3 separate regions of the Mus musculus genome follow, and regions 2 and 3 are each linked to region 1. Evidence: chromatin contacts called from public HiCAR-type and HiChIP or PLAC-seq data. All regions are on one chromosome and are shown on one strand. The core of a region is the stretch at or near the end of the contact, and the rest is flanking DNA. Distances in the headings are between cores, read along the strand shown.

Region 1 (4,814 bases), core at 1,245-3,744:
CCATCTCACCAACCCAAATGTTCTGGTTTTTTAAAAATTCAAATTTGTCTGGGTGGCAATGGTGGTGTATGCCTTTAATCCCAGCACAAAGGTAGGTGGATCTCTGAGTTTGAGGCCAGCCTGGTCTATAAAGCAAGTTCTAGGACAGCCAGGGCTGGGCCCCCCACCCCCCTTATACACACACACACACACACACACACTTCAAGGGAACTCCAATCATTTTTTAATGGTGCGGTTAACTATTACTTTACTCATTTTATAAATCACTAGAATGTGAGTCTAGGGCCTGGCACATATGAGAGAAATGCTCTATCATTAATCTGCTCCACAGCCTTTTTGTTTTTTAGACAGGTCTCATAGTTGCCCAGGCAGGCCTTGAACTTGTGACTCTTATGACTCAGTCTTCTGACTAATCAGAATCCCAACCCTGTGACACCCACTGTAGCAAATTTAAAAGAAATTAAGCCCAGTGAGCCCACATCACATGCTTGTGAATGAAAGACTCACAACGTGAGGACTCCCCCACGTTCTGACTCAGGAGAGGCGACACCCCAAAATCACCAACGAGAAATGGTCTTGCTGCAAATTGCAAGAGGATTTTTATTCAAGAGCGCTCTTGAATAAAAGAGGTAGAGGTAGAGGACCGTGGCGCCCCGAGTAGCTGGGTAAGGGGGTATTTAAAGGAAAAAACCACAACTCAAGGAGGTGGGAAGGGCGTTGTTGGAAAATACCAAAAATACCAGTTAAGAGTCACAAGGAAGTACAAAGTCACAAGTGTCAGGTTATCTCTCAAGACAGTTTCTAAGAGCCCCTAACAATCTAAGAGCCCCTAGCAATAGCACCTTTGCATAGTGGGTTCCAGTAGTGGTCAGGGTGGGTCAGGGTGACTTTCTTTGAATGAATACTCTTTGAACCCAGGAAGCGGGTGGGTGGAGGAAGGAATCTGTTTTATGATTAGCATACCTTGGAGCATTGAGTTTACTACTCTTTCATGAACTTGTGCAGGGAACTAGGGTTGCTCCTTTTTGTTGTTAAATTTTAAAGACAATTTCTTGCCACGTAGCCCTAGTTTCTGTGAATTATGTAGCCCTCTCTGCCTGGCTTCACTTTTTGTACTCCTCTGCCTCAGCCTCCTGATCACTTCTGAGATTATAGGATCAAACCACTGTTCAGCCACTAGTATTTGCCTTTTGGAATGAAAGATCCAGTCTCAAAAGACTCGATGAGTGATGAGCTGTAGCCAGCAGGCACAGGATGAATTCCTGCAGACCATTCCGCCCCAGGAAGTGTTCTCAGGCTAAGACTCCACCCCTCTCCTAACACTGCTATGACCTGTTCTGGATGGAATGAGAAGCACAGTCACTTTCTTCCCCCTTAGAGCCTTAGTTCCCCAGGTCTGAAGGTAGCATCAGGATCTTGGACAACTGAATCAGCCCCTATTTAAAAGTTATTATATTTTGTTGTATATATGTCTGTGTGGCATGTGGGTGCAAGACACTTGGAATTCAGAAGAGGGTGTCAGATCTGCTAGGAATACCACCACGTGGGTGCTAGAGATTGAACATAAGTCTTCTGGAAGAGCAGCCAATGCTCTAAACCTCTGAGCCATCACTCCACCCCTCCACCCCACTCTCTGTCTTTTAAAAACCATAGTATCTTCAGATCTCTGAGAGTTAGAGGACAGCATGGTCTATATAGTGAGTTCCAGGGAAGCTAGGGCTACATAGCGGAGACAACAAATCCATGATATCTTATCTAGTTCTTCAGAGTTCTGTACAATGTAGTTGAACTATACTCATCCCCCATACCTCCCCCTCTCTCAAATTCACCCTGGGTCAGTCTCCATACGCCTCTATTATCGAGCCTAAATGATTCTTTTAAAATCCAATTCCTCTCCCATCTTGTAGACAGGTAGGCATCAGGGTGGGCTACAGAGAGTCTCATCCTGTTTCCTAAGTGCACTCAGGGATGGAGCACTCTGCCAGTTTGGGAGGGTCCAAAGTGCTCCAGAGGAGTAAAAGACCTTCTGATGTGTGGGTGTGGTGTGCGAGAGAGAATGGCTCTGCTCCTTCCATTCAGCGCAATAATGCTGCTCCGTTATGATGACTACAGTGCTGTCTTTGAGTCACAAAACACCAGAAATTATGTTTTGTTTTTGAGACAGTTTCTCTGTGCTGTCTTGGAACTCGCCCTGTAGCCGAGGCTGGCCTCGAACTCAAGGATTCAAGGATCTGCCTACCTCTGCCACTCGAGTGCTGGGATTAAAGGCATGTGCCACAAGGCTCAGAGCATCTTCCGTTTTTTCTGTTTCGTGTTTATAGATACCGTTGGGTATAGTAAGCGTTGAGAGCCAGCACTGACACTTTCTCCCAAGCCAAAAGCAGGTGCAGCAGAGGCAAGGGACCCCAGGACCGGAACCCTCAAATCTGGGAACTCTGTAAAGCTACAGCTGAGTTGGGGAATGGGATCTGGAAGGAACTTCCTGTTGTCCCTAATCCCAGCCTCCACCGGGCTTCTCCATCCGTTCTGTTCTGGCTGCAGACACTGGTTTCACTCTAGGGAGGGGGTCTCCATTCCCACCTTCACCCCCGGGTCTCCTTTGTTTCCTCCTTGTGTGAAGGGGATGCTAGGGAAGGCACATGGAAATCGGCTCGTGCAGTCAGCTTGCAGAAGGGGGCAGGGTCAAAGGTGGAATGCTGGCAAGCGATAATGAAGGGGCTGGACCCAGGATTGGGAAGATGAGGACACGTACCACCCAGACCACGACCACGATGATCGTTCCCAGGTGGGAAGCTGCAGCTTTGAGAGAACGGCTGACGGTGGCAGCTAATTTGTGGGTTTCAGGCGAAGCTCTGTGTCCGGCTGGGGCACACAGCAGGCATCAACGCACTGGCGCCTCCTTGGCAGGCTCTCCGCAGAAGTTTCTGCACCTCATTGACAAGAAGCCCTGATTCAGCCCTCACTTGCCATCACCTGGCTTCACTGAGATTTAGGGCTCTTGCTTCAGTGACAAAGGGGACAATACCATTCCTTTCCGAGAAACCAGAAAATATCATTCACCGCGGGGCACCGTAGGGGCTGGCAGACTTCGTATGCACTGTGGTCAGGCATGGGGAGTGCTGGACACTTTGGAAGTGTTCCTACGGTAGTGATTACTTTCCTCTTTTCCAGGTTCTTGGCTAAAACCTGGACGGGGCTCGACTAGCAAGGGAAAGAACCATTTGCTGTTTTTCCTGGCTCTGAAGTGGAAGATGTCTGCAGACAGTCAAAGCATCGCGGCTACTGAGAACGAGGAGAAATCCCATGAGGTATCCTGGGATCCTAGCTAGGGAGGGATGCCTTGAACTGTAGGAGAGGGTGTTTTCAAAACCTGTGTCTGGACAAAAGGAAGCATGAGAGTCACTGTGGGAGAAGAGGTGTAATCATGGAAAATAGCTTCCAACTGGTCTTTTCAGTGTAACTGGTTTTGTTCTGTCCAGTAAGGGGCATAGTGCCCACAGAACACAGGAAAGTCCTCTACTGCCCACTTTCTTTCTCTTGGGTTGCACCTCCTCATAGCTTACCTCTCTGTGTCCAAGTTCTAGTTCTGCCTGTTACTAGGTGTGTGCGTGCGTGTGTGTGTGTGTGTGTGTGTGTGTGTGTGTGTGTGTAATCGCCATCTTTGTGGGTCCAGGCTTGGACTCCCGGTCTTGGAGCTAGAGGATTCTGACTCAGCCTCAGGCCTGGTGTGTTACCTTGGGCAGCCCTGCTCTGTGGGAACTACTTGTGCTGTGTGTAAAGTTGACTCACTCCCACTTGTCTTACTAGGTCACTGGTAGGCTCGAAGGAGATAATGAGTGTGTGAGTCGTCTGTAAGCAGTTTGTGAGCCTGTAACTGATGACTCCTGTGGTCCATGAAGCGAGAACACCCAGAACTACCAGACCAAGTCAGCGGGACTGGGATCCTCCCACCTAGTTCTGTTGGTGTTATAACTATTAATAAATATACACTGGTACAAGTACTGCTGCTTTTATGGTGTAGACACTTAAAGAATTGTTACCAGTATCCAGTGTCCCTTCCTCTGATACCCAGTGAGCCTTGTGTATCTGCATTCTCTGCTGATGTCATACCCTGTCAGCTGCACACTGGTGGAGCAACAGTTGTAATTGCTTGCATTGCTCTTTGTTTATCTAGAACTTTCTGGAGTAGACAACTGTCTCTCATTCAACCTTCTAACTGTTTTATGCAGGCGATAGAGCAGCTGAGTCCAGACCAGCAGTCAGTCCCAGGCAGGGAGGGGAAGGCCAACTGGCTCCATCATGGTTTCTAGGTGGGAACTCATCAGGCGTTCACCCCCCAGTGTAAGGGAGGCTTTAGAGCTTGGTGGTTCAGGCCCTTCTTGTATCTTCCAGCCTGGGTGTGTTGGCTTCTTGTGACTGCCTGGGAAGTTCCCATTAACGGAGAGGCTTAGGCACCTGGGTTTAGTCTCTCATAGCTGTACAAGGCCTGCTCCCTTGGATGGCTTTCAGGAAGGGAGACTTTTCATGGCTCTGGCTATTCCTAGAGCCAAGTATGTGTGTGGCTCCATCTTGTTCTCTGTGCCTCCTCCTCCTTCTTTCCTCTTTTTTACTTATTTTTATTTATATGTATGTATGGTGTGTGTGTGTGACGGTGGGGGGCAGAGAACACAGATGCTTGTGGTCCAAAGAGAGCATGAAATTCCCTGGAGCTGGAGTTCCAGGTCGCTCTAAGCTGTCCAACATGGATGCTGGGAACATAACTCAGGTCTTCTGCAGCAGTAGTAAGTGCTCTAACTGTTGAGCCATTTTTCCAA
Region 2 (4,814 bases), core at 1,618-4,117, 2.1 Mb after region 1:
AGGACAACAGACAATAGGAGATGTCCATGGGAAGACATAACAGACACAGTTTAATAGTCTGCAAATAATCTCTTGATTCTTTTTTTTTAATTCTTATCAAAAATCTCTTGATTCTTATCAAGAATCTCTTGATTCTTACCAAACCTCAGTTGGCATTATTTTCAGAATGAAGAAAATATAGAGAATGTGCTAGAATACCAAAAGATCAGAAATTCTTAAAACAATAAATAAACCTAGAGGCATTAGTTTTCATCATTCTATAATATATTAAAAACACTGAGATGAAAACTATTTAATATTGGTATGTAGACATGATCAGTGATGTACATGGAATAAGGACAGCATTATTCACATGCACAGTCAAATAAATTTTTATTTCCCTTCTAGTATCAGTTCTTCTGTAGAAAGTCTTCTCACTTCTAAAATAGATAATCCTGAATTATTTCTAGTGACACAGAATGTGGCAAAACTAATTTCATGACCCACTTCCACATTCACTTGAATTCCTTGCCATCACTTCACCAATCCTCCAACATACCTGGATCCTTAGCTACTGCCTCCTGTCTCTCCATCTTCCAGGTCTCTTTGTTCTGCTCCATAGGTGAGCTGGTCTGGGTGATCAGTGAGCCCTGCACATGAGAAAGAGATTCCTCAGAAAGCACCTGGATTTCTAACATGTGCTCAGTAGGTTAAGAGAAACGAAATTGAGGATTCTACAGTGAACCCTTCCCACTGTCACATAGTGTTGGAGTACTGAAAATATTCAAAAAAATATTTTCAGTTACCACAACTTGAACCACACGTCCAATCACAGCCCAGTTTAATCTCAGAGGCAGAAATGGACCTGAATGACTGGGATGAGAATATTATATACTAGTGAGGTTCTAAATTTATCCTGGATTAAAAATTATGGAAGCCTTATACTCACAAAGGAACACCCCAAAGAAGAGAAAGCATTTCCTGAAATCGGTCTTTGTTCCTGTGAGGATTTCACCTTACTCAGTAGAATGTGAGACTCATCCACAGAAATCTCACATACTTGCAGTCTAATTTGCCAAGAACCCAAAGGAGGAGCAAGGGAGACAGCAAGAAAACTATTTTCACCCACAGAAATCAGAGTTCCAATTCTGCAACATGCAGTCTGTACAGAGCCCTCTGAGCAGAGACCAGGCATTGCCCCTCCTCCTGGGAGAAGTCCAGAGTCACACCACTGATTGTCAACAGACCACAAAATAAAAGATAACAGTTTGAACATTCCTGCTGGTGCACAACTTTAATGTGAGCACTGAGGAAATAGAGGTGGGTAGAAATCTATGAATTCCAGTCCAGCCTGGTCTACAATGGTGACTTTTCCATAACAGTTTAGTCATGTGTCCATGGGCAGAATGCTTTTCTTGAACCATTAACAAAACAAGATTGCAGATATTTTCTGATGTAGATGAGTTATAATTATTCACAAGATTATTTCTAATATTGTCATATACTATAATTAATGCCTTTTAATTTTGTTTCATTCTCTCTGTCTCTTTCTTTTTGCTGCAAAACTGGGTTTCTCTGTGCAGCCTTGGGTTTCCTTAAACTCATTCTGTAGACCAGGCTGGCAAAGAACTCCACCTGCCTCTGCCTCTGGAGTGTTGGGAATATAGGTGTGTACCACCACCAAATGCTGTCTAACTGTGAAAACCCTGTAGCCTGATTCCCTCAAACAGCATACTGTGATTTTCCAGGCTCTAATTTGCAACATTAAGAACTCAGAAGAAGACAAAAAAAAATTTTTTTTGTCTGACTTGCCTGCCTTCCTTACTTTTTTTCTCTCCTTCCCTCCCTCTTATCCATCCTTCCTTCTTCCTTCCCCTTGTTTGTCTTGTTGTTGTATTTATATTTAAGTTTTTGGAGACAGGGTCTCACAATGTAGCTGTGGTAGTCCTGGAACTCACGATGTAGATCAGGTTGGCCTACAAACTCAGTGAGATCCATCTGTCTTTGTCTCCTGACTGCTGAGATAAAAGATGAGTGTCACCAAGCCTGGCGGCACCCTTTTCACAACGCTATATTTACATCACAGAGTGAATACACAGAGTTTTAGATGAAAAATTAATGGTGGATAAAACGTTGACTTTTAAAAGTTAATGTTTACATCCATACCTGTGGAACTCACAACAAATTGTACTCTTAATTAAATTTGCAGGTGTTCCTTTCATGACTAATATCTAGAAGCTTTCATGGAATCATAGTCCCTAGGTCCATATGCCACTCTCTTGAATAAGGAAGTGGTAGCACACGGAAGTTAGTATGGATAATCGAAAATCTCAAGAGCTTTGTCCTTTCCACCATAGCAAAGAGAACCGCGTTTGCAAATATCAACCGATAAATTTAAATGTTCTACTAGGTTATTCGTAGGAGAATATGTGGAGGGTAGAAGATCAATTAAAAATAGCACTATTCAGTCAATATTATTGAAAAATGTATCGACGAGGGTAAGACATCCAACAGCACAGTTTTGAGAGCTGTCATCTTTATGAGTTGCGGAGACATTGATCATGCTCTGCTCCACTCCCGCCCGTTCTGCAGCCCCGCAGCTCCTCTGACCTGGAAGGTTCCAGGGCCGCCAGGCTGCTGTTCCCGCCGCGGCGCTGCTGACTCTCCCAGGACGCCCCGCCTGGCACCTGTAGCTTTGGGGGTTCACGGGTCCCGCGAGACCCCGGCCGTGTGCTCTGCAGGCAAGTCTGCACCACGCGACTCCACACAGTGCAGACCCTAGGCCGGAAACGCGTTCTTAACACTTTAGGCTCTGACTATTTAGCCTCAATTCCTTAGGCTCACACACATTGCATCTCAGTATCCCTGCTGGTCACTCCTCTAAACTCGCCCACTCCACACCCTTCCTCTACACCCAGCCAATGTGTAACATCCTCCCATCCTCTGCTTCCGGGTGAGTGGCTCCGCCCCACGGAAATCAGTCCCTCCCACTCGGTCTCAGGCTTCCTCCCACAGATCCAGCTGTAAGGCTGACCTGGCCTTGATCTGCACGGTCTTCCCACCTGCTTGTTGCGAGCCTGGACCAGAACTGGATCTGATATGACGCAGCATCCCGGTATCTGACCCCCATAGTGAGTTCTGAACCCGTCAGATACAAAATAGGCATCCTAACACCCCCATTGGACTATGAGCCTCTGGGCCATATAATATATACCAAAGAGCAAAACAGGCTAAATTCAGATGCCAGAATGCCATCTATTAAAATGCAAACGTGAGAACTCAAAACCATATACTGCAATTTTGATTTGGGGAGAGACTTTTCAGGAACGTGGAACATAGTCTTCGTTTTAAAATAAAGAAAAATCCTACCTGATAAACAGCTTAAAGGAAGAAGCCATTGAAAAGTCCTACCCGCCTATGATGTCTATGAACCACATCAGTGGTCCCCAGTTACCTTTGCATAATTTTAGTTTAATATAAATTGCGGTGTTTTAAGATTTAAACTTCATTAAAAGCTTTTGCAAGTTTCTTAACTTTATGTTTCCATTACTTACACAGTTGTGATTTGTAAGTAGACCTCTGGGGAGTTAACATTTTCTTATACTATAATTGCATGGATTTTCAGAAAAACCAAGATGAAACAAATAATTGAGAAATCAGTAATCAGCTTTAGGGTGCAACTCAGAGTACATGTTTCTGTTTTTAAATATTTTTTCTCAGAAATTGATGAAGAAGAATTTAATGCACTCAGATTCACAATACTTGGGTAAACTAATGTACCATAATGAAGATTACTGTTTTGATGACCCAGACTTTGTAATATTAAAGGCTCCATTTAAAACATCAAAGGCCTTTTCTTTCTTTCCGGGGGGTGGGGGGAAAAAGAGAGAGAGAGAGAGAGAGAGAGAGAGAGATAGAATCACTAGATTCTTCAAAAGTTATTGATGTAAAGCAAATATTCTGCCAGATGTCAGAGTTTCTAGATGATTTGAGGCAGGTCTGCAGTGGACAGCTATTGCTTATTTCTTTCCTCCATTGTCTGAGTTCCACACACTGTTGTGTTTCTTAACTTTCCTTTTACAGTTATTCTCAAGTCAACTCTCTACAATGACTCCTGAGATCATTTACCAGAAGGGTATCAGTGTATCCTCCACTGAGAAGAAAATGAAGGATGTAATATGAATGAATACCTACATATAAGGAAGGCAATTACAGAACAATGCTACTTCATGGACTCACATTAGGTTTATATTTGTAAAAAAAAAAAATTCCAATCTGACATCAGCATAGTCAAGTAAATTTTGTTTTATACTAGTGTTAAGTCACTGTAATTCAGATACAATAAGGTGCAATGTCTTCTAACAGTTACAACAGGCAGGACACCTGTTGTGTCCTGCTCATTCACTTGCCCACCATGGTTGTGGCTATATCATCTCCATGTTTCTGGGCAATCTCATTTGCCTCAGACAGGTGACCAGATCTAACTTGAATGTAATAATCCATGTGTTCTCTGAGGTAGCCCATGACTAATGAAAGAATATTTAGAAAGAACACAAACGTCTATCACAGTACTGTACTCAGTATATGAAGAAAAGACAGAATAGAGAAATCTAAGGAATGATTTTCCAAATTCTATTTTCTGATCAGATCGTCACTATATTTAGGGAGAAATTTCTGTTTGCATATCTTGAATTTTTCCTCACAATTAAAAAGTATGTGAAATGCAATAATGAAATGGAGCTTTAAGGTATGACTGCAGCAGCTACAAAACTTGTGACCTACCATCTGTCCTGCCCACAAGATGGCATGGCAATGGTGGAACAGAAATTATGGAA
Region 3 (4,814 bases), core at 715-3,214, 2.1 Mb after region 1:
CTGTGACCGGATTCCCTCAAAGAGAATACTCTGATTTCCAGACTCTAATTTACAACATTAAGAATTCAGCAGAGGGGTTGGAGAGATGGCTCAGCAGTTAAGAGCACTGACTGCTCTTCCAGAGGTCCTGAGTTCAATTTCCAGCAACCACATGGTGGCTCACAACCATCTGTAATGGGAATCCAATGGCCTCTTCTGGTGTGTCTGAAGCCTGCAACAGTGTACTCACATATATAGAATAAAAAAATATTAAAAAAAAAAAAAACTCAGCAAAAGTGTTGGGGTCCAAGAGTTGCCCAACAAACCACACAAACAAATCCTGATCTCTGTAAGCCATCTGATCCTTGATGGTTTTTTGAAGGCACAACCTAAGACTCATAAGTCAGGTAGTAGACTTCAGGGGCTGAGCAACTACACAAATATCTTTTCCTGTAAGCTTATAAAAGGAGGAAAAAAACCCAAAGAACAGAAAGCACAATGAGATCACATTCAGGTGCAGGAAGGGCTCTGCTCTGACTCAAGCCATTTTAGACTAACAGTTCATGTTGACCTTTAATTTGATAGGTCCTACGTAAGGCTTTGTGGAAATTCTTAAGATTAACAAACCTCAAACAGAACATAACAGGATACGTGATCAGCATGACCTTGCTCTGAGTCAAGTTATTTTTCTGTGTCAGTGACTGGCAGGCATGTTACAGCAACAATCTGAAATAGCTGGCATGCATGGAACAAAATGGCTACAGCTATTCTGAGATGGGGCAGACCTCAACAAGAAGACACATTTTTTTTTCTTTTTCTTAGCTGGCTTTCCTTCCTTGATTGTTTGCTTTCTTCCTTTCTTCTTTCCTTCCTTCATTATTTATTCTCTCCTCCTCTTTTTTTTTTTTTTTTTTGTAATTATTTTTATTGTTTTGTTTTTTGAGACAGTGTCTCACCATATAGCTCTGGCTGTCCTGGAACTCACTATATAGCCTTTGCTCCTGAGTGCTGAGATAAAACGTGAGTGTCACCAAGCCTGGCGCCACTCTTTTCACAATTTGCATCACAGATTGCATACGTTCCCGATGGAAAATTAATAGTAGATAGACAGTTTACTTTTAAAACTTAATTTTTACATCCATACCAGTAAAACTCACAACAAACAGTACAATCAAATTCATTTAAGTTTGCAGGAGTTCCTTTCGTGACTAAAAGCTCATGGGGAATCCACCACATGCCACTTTCTTAAATAGAGAAGTGGTAGAATACGGAAGTTAGTATGGATGATTGTAAATTTCAATAGCTTTGTCCTTTCCGTCATAGCAAAGAGAGCTGCGTTTTCAAATATTAACTGATAAATTCAAATATTCTACTAGATCAGCCAGAAGGTCAATAAAAAGAAATAGTATTATTCCAGTTAATATTACTGAAAATTTATCGACGAGGGTCTGACATCCACAGCACAATTTTGAGAGTCGTTATCCTTATGATCAGAGGGGAAATTGATCCCGCTCTGCTCCCCTCCCACTCCTGCCCATTCCCCAGCCCCGCCTCAGCTCCTCGGACCTGGAAGGTTCGAGCGCCTCCCTCCCTTGTCCCCACCCCCACTCCCACTTCCTCTCCCCCATCCCCCGCTGCTGCCTCTGCCAGCTGCTAAACTGCTGACTCTCCCAGGATGCTCAAAAGGTACCTGCGGTATAGGTAAGTTTTCCGGTTCTGCGAGCCCCGCCGTTTCCTCCATACTCAGGTCTCCACCACGCGATTCCACACTGTGCAGCCGCTCTACCCCTCAACCCCAACCCCAGCTCAGTCTTGTACCGGATTCTTGACACTCCAGACTTTGACTTTTTAGTCCCACTTCCCAAGCTAACACACCTTGCTTCCTAGCTTCCCTGGCCTCAGTCTTCTAATCCCACCCACACTACACCCTTCCTCTACACCCAGCCAATGTACCACATCTTCCATCCTCTATTTCTGGGCGAGTGGGCCCGCCCAGCGGAGACCGGCCCCTCCCACTCTGTCTCAGGCTTCTTTCTGCCACAGCTCTTCCCTTCAGGTTGCTCTGCACAGTCTCCCCACACTCTTGCAGCCAGTCTAGACCAGAACTATATCTGGTAGGACCCTGCACCCCGATATCTGATCCCCATAGTGAATTCTGAATCTTTCAGATGCAAAACAGACAACCTAAGATCCCCATCTCACTATCATCCTCTCCACCACATACTGCATACCAAACAACAGGCTAAATTCGGATGCCAGAGTCCCATCCCCAAAACACAAACATGAGAAACCAAAACCAAATACTTCAATTTTGATTTGGAGAGAGACTTTTCAGGAACGTGGATTTGGGGGAGGGGGGAGGTTGTCTCAAGAACTCAGTGGTCAGTGTTGGGGTCCAGCAGTAGCCCTACATGCCACACAAACCCTGATCTCAGTCAGACAAGGACAGATAATTGGATGCATACCCTAAGACTGATCAGAATTTGGGGGCTGAGCTACAACCACAAACACTTCTCAGGACTGGTTTAAGAATGAAAAAAATCACAATGCGCTCATATGCAGGTGCAGGAAGTGCTGACCTGTGGTTTTCTCTGACCCAAGCTATTTTTGCTAGCCAGACAGAGCAGTTCTATCTGACCTTTATTCTGATTGGTCCTAAGTGGAGCATATAATTTTCAAAGTTCTTAAGATTAACCAACTTCAGAACACACAGAAGATAACAGGGTATGTGGAACACGACCCTGCTCTGAGTCAAATTATTTTTCTGTGTCAATGACTAACTGGCATATTACAGAAACAATGTGAAATAGCTGGCAGGCATGGAACAAAATGGCTACAGCTATGTTACAGGGACAGACCTCAACAGTCAGGACTGAATTCATACTTCATTGAACTTCTTTCACCACTAGATGGCGGACATGTCATTTTAGTAAAGCAGAAACAAGTTTGTCTTCATGATTCCAAAAGTGCTTTGAGATAAAACCTAGAACTAACTCTCTCTCTCTCTCTCTCTCTCTCTCTCTCTCTCTCTCTCTCTCTCTCTCTAGTACAGTGGTGTACGCAGAGAATCTTGCACGTCCCAGATGCAGAAAATAAGTAAGGTTTGTGGTCCCAACCCTAGAAAAGTCAGTTTTACAATCCAATGTCTAGCTCTGAGAAGCATGGAGGAAGAAGAGATGGTTAGGAAATAAGAAGGGAGAGAGGGGGAAAGGCTAAGAATTCCAAGTCTAGAGTTCTCTAGACTCCATACAACTACTGCAATCAGTAACCAAGAGCAGCTGTCCTTGCCTGCACTGGCCCCACACAAGACCACGGTCAATCTAGGAAAGGGAAAAGGCTTTACCTCTCAGGCATTGGCAATGGATAGACTGTAGAAGAAGAATCACTGGCTTTAGTTGTCATCCTGTGCTGAGCACATCAGGCTCCTGAACATAGCTTCAAACCCACAGTCTCACAAATGGCTCTGGTTCATCTTAGTGGGTGCCAGGCAATATGAATAGACATGAACAAAGTGACTGTTGGAACTGTGGACCAGGATAGCAGAGAGGTAGGAGTGAGAATGGGCAGTATTTGAAGTGGGCACAGAAACACACAATGCTGTGATATACATGCATTTTATCTTTGTGTGTGTGTATGTGTGAAATAACTAATAATAAAAAAATCGGGGCATTCATTCATGGTAGACAAGGTTTCTCTGTGTGAACCTGTGCTTAAAGGCCCGTGATAACATACCTAGATCAATTAAAAAAAAATCAGTGTGTAATTTCTTCTTAGTTCTAACAGTATCTGATGGATTTTTTTTTTTTTTTTTTTTTTCAGTTTTGAGGGCCAAGATGGCCTTGAATTCACTGAGATCAGCAGTTCCTGACTCTGGAATGCTAGGATTAAAGGCATGCTCCAACATGTCAGGTTTATTCATTATCTGGCTTAGTATCAGATAATAGAGTCAGGAAGTCTTGATATTTTTGTGTGTGTCAAGAAGTATTAAATATTAGTCTATTTGCTGCTCTTCAAAGTCCTGATAGAATTCTGTCAATTTGGTCCTGGGCTTTGTTTTGAAGATGTCATTTTATAATTGATTCAGTCATATTGCTCCTCTTAGTCTTGTTTATAATATTTGTTTCATGTCATTTATATTTGGTATGTTATATGTGCCTGAAAACTCATACACCTCAACTAGAATATCCTCTCTAGTACAATAGATGTCTTCAGTGTCAGTAGATAGAAGATCCACTTGTTAACTCATTTCTATCAAGTAAATTGTGCCTTTACCTTGGGTAACTATCAGGACCTTATCAACAAGGAAAGACACAAGGACAGGATGAAAGACTCAGGCTCTGAAGGCCAATCTTATCTTTATTTTAATCTTTGGGCAGAGGGCATGGAGAGGCAGAGGCTGGAAAAATTTAGTCTGAAGCCCTCCTGGGTTGCCTGCCATCTTAACATAGTATATTGTCTTATTGTAGCTCTGGGAAGGTGACTGCCCCGGTGGTTGTTCTTCTCAGTGGGCTGAGTGTGGCAGGATGGTGTCCACTCTCTTTACAACTTAGACTACATCAGTTCAGATCGGGAGCGAGCACTTCTGGCAGGAAGGGTAGCCATTTACTGAGCAAAATGAGTGACCAGGAGGCCATTCTACGATCTGGTAAAGGGAGACATCGGCCTCTCCTGCTTTTGTCCAAGCTTGAAGCTCTGCTCTTTGGGAACTCATGTCCTCACTTATGGAGATCTAGGTTAGGGCCGCGGGAGTCTTAGACCATTCTAGGGGCCGTGGACCCTTGTGTGCGCCGCTCGGCGGAAGGGGAGAGAAACGCGCCTGGGTGAGCCGCGGCTAA

What was found. HiCAR-type assays count read pairs that join an accessible place to other places. HiChIP or PLAC-seq counts read pairs in DNA pulled down with a chosen protein or histone mark.
Region 2: an H3K4me3 HiChIP or PLAC-seq map of stem cell-derived neural progenitor cells shows a contact between it and region 1, with 5 times the contacts expected there. The contact joins the promoter of Zfp53 here to the promoter of Zfp13 in region 1. A contact is called at or near these places in 2 of 39 promoter capture datasets (hippocampal neurons and pre-B cells) and 1 of 115 datasets of contacts at active chromatin or transcription factors (stem cell-derived neural progenitor cells).
Region 3: a contact with region 1 is called in a HiCAR-type map of astrocytes, with 4 times the contacts expected there. The contact joins the promoter of Zfp52 here to the promoter of Zfp13 in region 1. A contact is called at or near these places in 2 of 115 datasets of contacts at active chromatin or transcription factors (astrocytes and stem cell-derived neural progenitor cells).

Annotation. Positions count from the first base shown.
Region 1 is chr17:23,583,932-23,588,745 of GRCm38.p6, reverse strand. Zfp13 (zinc finger protein 13) reads left to right here and starts at 2,494. Exons shown (of 6, transcript NM_001356268.1): 1 at 2,494-2,785; 2 at 3,172-3,308. The coding sequence starts at 3,252.
Region 2 is chr17:21,487,041-21,491,854 of GRCm38.p6, reverse strand. It overlaps Zfp53 (zinc finger protein 53), which reads right to left and starts at 2,867. Exons shown (of 5, transcript NM_013843.3): 1 at 2,590-2,867; 2 at 539-629. The coding sequence starts at 599.
Region 3 is chr17:21,532,689-21,537,502 of GRCm38.p6, reverse strand. It overlaps Zfp52 (zinc finger protein 52), which reads right to left and starts at 1,964. Exons shown (of 5, transcript NM_144515.2): 1 at 1,670-1,964. It overlaps 9330136K24Rik (RIKEN cDNA 9330136K24 gene), which reads left to right and starts at 1,625. Exons shown (of 3, transcript NR_131123.1): 1 at 1,625-1,680; 2 at 3,032-3,075. It also overlaps a transcript of Zfp53 not described here.